2 separate regions of the Sus scrofa genome follow, and region 2 is linked to region 1. The links are chromatin contacts, called in public Hi-C maps. All regions are on one chromosome and are shown on one strand. Each heading gives the region's core, a stretch centred on a gene start, on an enhancer-like site or on the middle of the called end of the contact. The rest is flanking DNA. Distances are from core to core; before and after follow the strand shown.

Region 1 (2,700 bases), core at 121-2,620:
CTATATCTAGTCACTTATGATGGAGCATGATAATGTGAGAAAAAACAATCTATACATGTAACTGGGTCACCATGCTGTACAGTAGAAAATTGAGAGAATGCCGTAAACTAGCTATAATGAAAAAAATAAAAATCATTATAAAAATAAACATAAAAATAAAACAGAATTTTTTAGCTTTACTGAAGTACAATTGATCTACAAAAAAGTTACACATTCTCTCACTTAAATTTAATTCCACAGATATATATTGGATACCTCTCAAACGTAAGATGTGGAAGGAGCTGCAAAGGTGAGGGGACCTGGCATTGCCTTCAAGTAATTTATATTATTTTGATAGACTTTATTACCTGCCTCTGCAACTAAATAATTCTGAGATTTTGAGCAACCTCTCTGTGATGCCATTTTGCATCTGCAGTGTACAATAATGAATGTAGAAGCAGTCTTACCCTGATACCATGCTAAAGTAGGTGCTCAATATGTGTTAACTATTGTTGATACTGCAATGTCTAATATTGTTATTTGATCTGGAGCTAGAGCATGGAAAAGATTTCAAAGCTGGAGGACCATCTGCACAGAGGTGGTGGTTGAAGCCGTGGGAGCTTGAGATTCCTCAAGGGAGAAGTAGAAAAGAGAAGTAAAAACAAAGACATATTAACAAAGATCTGGAGCCAGGGAGCTTGGGTTCAAATTCTGGCTCTGCCTTTTAAAAGCTAGGTGACCTTGGACAAGGAACATTACCACTCTGTGCCCCAGTTTTCTTATCTGTAGGGTGGGAATAATATTAATATCCACATCATGAGCCTTTTATGAGGATTACATGGGCTAATACACAAAGTTCATAGTGAGTGCTCCAAAATGTTGGTTATTAACACTCAGGAAAGGGAAAAAGGAGGGGAAGAAAGAATAGCAAGAAAGGCAGAGAGAAAGTCGTCAGGGCAGTACTAGGTCTCAGAGGTTATCAAGCAGGAGAGGATATTGATTAGAAAACAAAACCTGTGAAGAGCAAGATGAACAACTCATTGAACTGGAAAATTCATAAGGAAAATTTTAGGGATATCTAAGAGTGTAGTTTGAATATGGTGGCGAGGGAGTAAACAGTCATGCAAGGGGAAAAAGTGTGTGTTCAAATCAGAGCATAAATAAGAAGATAAGGAAAAGAGAATAATTGTTGAACCAAGTAGTTTCTGATATGGGGTAGGTTAAGGCACAGTCATTGTCAAGGTTACACATACCTGGAAGAAGCAATGACCCTCGCATTCCTGGGTGCACGCAATCCTCACCAGCCAGTTCTCAAAGCTCCCTGATGTGCTCCTTCCTAACCACGTTTCCTATCTTAAGGGAATCTCACGAGAATTGGTACATATGTCAGCTGACCTAGGAAACTGCTATCAGAAAAGTGAACTTCTTTGTCTTTCACCATCAGACCATGGTTCTGCTTTTCATTTGTTTGTTTTCTGTAACTTTTCTTATTTTCATATGCTTCCTTTATAGTAGGTTTTCCTAGTTATTGTTGCTTGCCTTTGAGCTTACAGAAGCAATGGATCCTAGGAAAAGAATGTCCTTTACCTACAGAAAATTGTCCGAAGAGCAGGAAGTGACTGTGGGCCAAAATAAACCTTAAATAACCCTGTGGTTTTGAGCTGGGTAAGCCAGGATTTAGAGTATCTCTACTGATATCAAAAGTTTCTGGAAGTGTCACTTTTTACAAGTCTTGGGATCTCCTTTCCCCCAGAATGTGGCACTGACCAGATCTGACTGGAGTCTCAAAGTCTCATAGAAGGTGATGTATTATTTGGTTATTTGGGGCTAGCTAGACCAATTTCAGGATTTAGGAGAAAAGGCCTCTAAATCATTCCTTCTTTCAACAAATATTTATTATTAATAACCAATTTTTAATATTTATTAAATATTAATAACATAATAAATAATAGTAATAATAAATAATAAATCCTGCCACAGTGGCAGGATCTATGCTACCTTCTAGGGATACATCAGTGAACAAAATTTACACTTTTTTTCCTACATAGAACTTCAGAGAAAGGGAACTTTGGAGGAAAATCAGGTTTTTGGAGAGAGACAGAATTAAGGTTTGGATAAATTGACTTTGAGGTGTTGTGATTTCAATGTAAGTTGTATATTTAATCAACAAAAGAGAGGGTTCCCCCACGCAGACCCTGCCCATAGACGGTAATTATAGCCATGGCAATGGATTAAATCATTTAGGGAGAGATTGTAGACTGGGAATAGAGTGCTGAGTAAGTAACTTAAAAATCAAGAAGTGGAGGAGCAGCTAATAGAGGATACAGGGCAAGAGTGGACAGACAGATGGAGAAAATAAGTAGAATATGATGTCATGGAGGATCAAGGAAAGAGACCAAACTGGATTAAGACTGAAAATATTCACAAGAGAGTTAAACCGTTGTGGCTCAGAGGTTAACGAATCCGACTAGGAACTATGAGGTTGTGGGTTCGATTCCTGGCCTCTCTCGGTGGGCTAAGGATCCAGCATTGCCATCAGCTGTTGTGTAGGTTGCAGACACGGCTCGGATCCCACATTGCTGTGGCTCTGGTGAAGGCTGGTGGCTACAGCTCCGATTAGACCCCTAGCCTGGAAACTTCCATATGCTGCAGGTGTGGCCCTAGAAAAGACAAAAAAAAAAAAAAAAAAAAAAGAAAAATCACAAGAAAGAGCTGTAAGAA
Region 2 (2,700 bases), core at 176-2,675, 64 kb before region 1:
CACTGTGCTAGGTGGGGGGTCCAACCTGCATCCCAGTGATGCAGGGATGTCTCTGATCTCATTGAATCACAGTGGGAACTCCTTATAATCTCTTCTTTTACGGACACCAGTCATATTAGATTAGAGGGCACCCCAATGACTTCATTTAATTACCTCTTTGAAGACTTTATCTCCAAAATTTTCACATTTGAGGTGCTAGAAGTTAGGTCTTCAACATGTGGTTGGGGGGGCACAAGTCAGCCTGTAACACCCACTAAATGCCAGAGGTGATCCTCTCAAGTCATTGTGCCAATCAGAAATACCCCCCCAGAGGGCTGGTGCTACCCCTAGCTGAGAAGAACTCAACATAGCAATCCAGGGATGGGTACAACCAGTGAGTTCATTGGTCAACTAATGCCTTTGATGGGGTTCCCTGGCGGCTTAGTGGATATGGATCCACTGTTGTCACTGCTTCAGCTTTGGGTTGCTGCTGTGATATAGGTTTGATCCTCGGTAACTTCTGCATGCTGTAGGTGCAGCCAAAAAACACCCCTCCCTGGAATTCCTGTCATGGCTCAGTGGTTAATGAATTTGACTAGCACACATGAGTACACAGGTTCAATCCCTGGCCTTGCTCAGTGGGTTAAGGATCTGGTGTTGCCATGAGCTGTGGTGTAGGTTGCAGACATGGCTTGGATCCTGTTGCTATAGTTGTGGTGTAGGCTGGCAGCTACATCTCTGATTTGACCCCTAGCCTGGGCACCTCCATATGTCGCAGGTGTGGCCCTCAAAAAGCAAAAACAGGAGTTCCTGTTATGGCTCAGTGGTTAACGAATCCGACTAGGAACCATGAGGTTGCGAGTTCGATCCCTGGCCTTGCTCAGTGGGTTAAGGATCCGGTGTTGCTGTGAGCTGTGGTGTAGGTTGCAGATGCGGCTTGGATCCCGTGTTGCTGTGGCTCTGGTGTAGGTCAGTGGCTGCAGCTCCAATTAGACCCCTAAACTGGGAATCTCCATATGCCGTGGGAGCAGCCCTAGAAACGGCAAAAAAAAAAAAAAGGACCAAAAAACAAAACAAAACAAAAAAAACAAAACACCCCTCCCAAACCCAAGGGCCCTTGATTATTCCTATTTGGACTGAGAACAGGTGATTAATGCAAGGAGCCTCTGAGCAAGGGATGCAGTGGGAGAGGGGGATTGAAATTCACTCCACTTCTTGTCCCCTCTGTACTTGTCTCTTCCCATTTCCACACCTGCCCTGAACTCATCAGTATCAAAACTAATCTTCCATACATTACATAGACTGCAGAGTGGCGCAGGGAATCCTGTTCTAAGCCCTCCACTCAGGGGACCATTGGCCCAAGAAACTGTTTATCTAGGGTCAGGGGAAGTTCCCCCATCTCAGAAGAGGAAATTTCAGTTTCCCTCAGTATGCATGTTGAGAAATGGGGAAGCAGGGGGCTGTGGTTACAATTCTGAGTCATTCTGAGCCGGGGTGAGGGGGTGGTCTACAGTGGAGCTGGTCCAAACCTACCTCCTTTCCACACCTCTCACACTTGTCTGATTTCAGGTAGAGAGGAAAACATGAAAGAGGTCCTCTTTACTGGTTTGGGTTCAGGAACCAAAAGTTGGGCATTCTTGGTGGTTTAAAAAAAAAGCCATGGTTTATCAAGCATACATCATGCACTAGATAGATGCATTAGCTCTCATTTAATCTTCACAATGATTCTGTGAGGTTGAAACAATGACTAACCTCATTTTATAGCTGGCAAAACTGAGGCCCAGAGGGGTTTCATAGCTTCTTCATTGTCATTTAGTGGATAAGTGGTAGAGATGTATTTGGACTGACTCTGTGCCTCCAATGGTTGATTTCTCTCTGTAGCACCTGCTGCCTTTCAAAAGACAGTCTCTAGGAGTTCCCGTTGTGGCTCAGCGGTTAATGAACCCAACTAGTATCCATGAGGACGTGGGTTCAGTCCCTGGCCTTGCTCAATGGGTTAAGGATCCAGTGTTGCCGTGAGCTGTAGTGTAGGTCGCAGACTCTGCTCAGATCCCACGTTGCTGTGGCTGTGGCTTGGCTGGCAGCTACAGCTCTGATTGGACCCCTAGCCTGGGAACCTCCATCGGCCACGGGTGTGACCCCTAAAGAGACAAAAAGACAAAAAAAAATAGACTGTCTATAAACCTGAATTATACCTGGAAATTCCAACCTTGTAACTCTTGCCTTGGCTGGCAGTTATATGAAAGGAACAACATGATGTGGTAGAGCAGACAACCTGGGCTGAGATAGGAAACCAGGAGCTGGGTTCTGGATCTGTCGATAATAATCTGTGTGGCTCTCCTGGCTATCACAGTAATGCAGGTGAGTGATGCTGGGGACCAGGGAGCTAATTGTGAAGGCAGGCAGAATCCTGAATCTATTTTGAAGATATACCTAATGGGATTTGCTGATGAATGGAATGTTGGGTGTGAGAGAAAGAGGAGACTAAAGAATCATTCCAAGGTTTCAGCTTAAATAATAAGAAAGCAGGAGTTATTATTATTAGAGATGGGGAAGAAGAAATGCTTATGCAAACCGTAAACATTTAGATGGTTCATGAACTTTGCCAAATTCTTAGAACGTCTCTTGGGTCAAGGATGGAATATTGTGTGTATCAGCTGTGATCGTGCCCTGCTTCTCTCCTTGATCCTCACATTTTCAGTGATTTCTGATCATTAGCAG

The links. Hi-C and Micro-C count contacts between places; a contact is called where the count stands out from the background.
Region 2: a contact with region 1 is called in a Hi-C map of blood, with 5 times the contacts expected there. The contact joins the enhancer-like site here to the promoter of ADGRE3 in region 1. A contact is called at or near these places in 1 of 5 promoter capture datasets (liver), 18 of 47 Hi-C or Micro-C datasets (alveolar macrophages, blood, embryonic fibroblasts and 7 more) and 1 of 2 datasets of contacts at active chromatin or transcription factors (alveolar macrophages).

Annotation. Positions count from the first base shown.
Region 1 is chr2:64,621,916-64,624,615 of Sscrofa11.1, reverse strand. ADGRE3 (adhesion G protein-coupled receptor E3) reads right to left here and starts at 1,370. Exons shown (of 17, transcript XM_021083689.1): 1 at 1,233-1,370. The coding sequence starts at 1,257.
Region 2 is chr2:64,686,071-64,688,770 of Sscrofa11.1, reverse strand. No RefSeq gene overlaps it. Among named protein-coding and RNA genes, the nearest start is that of CLEC17A, 19 kb to the left of the region's middle. Within about 2 kb of position 1,425, at least 4 of the 83 cell types and tissues checked have an H3K27ac peak or open chromatin away from gene starts, as enhancers often do. A contact at or near this core is called in alveolar macrophages, where this site is marked.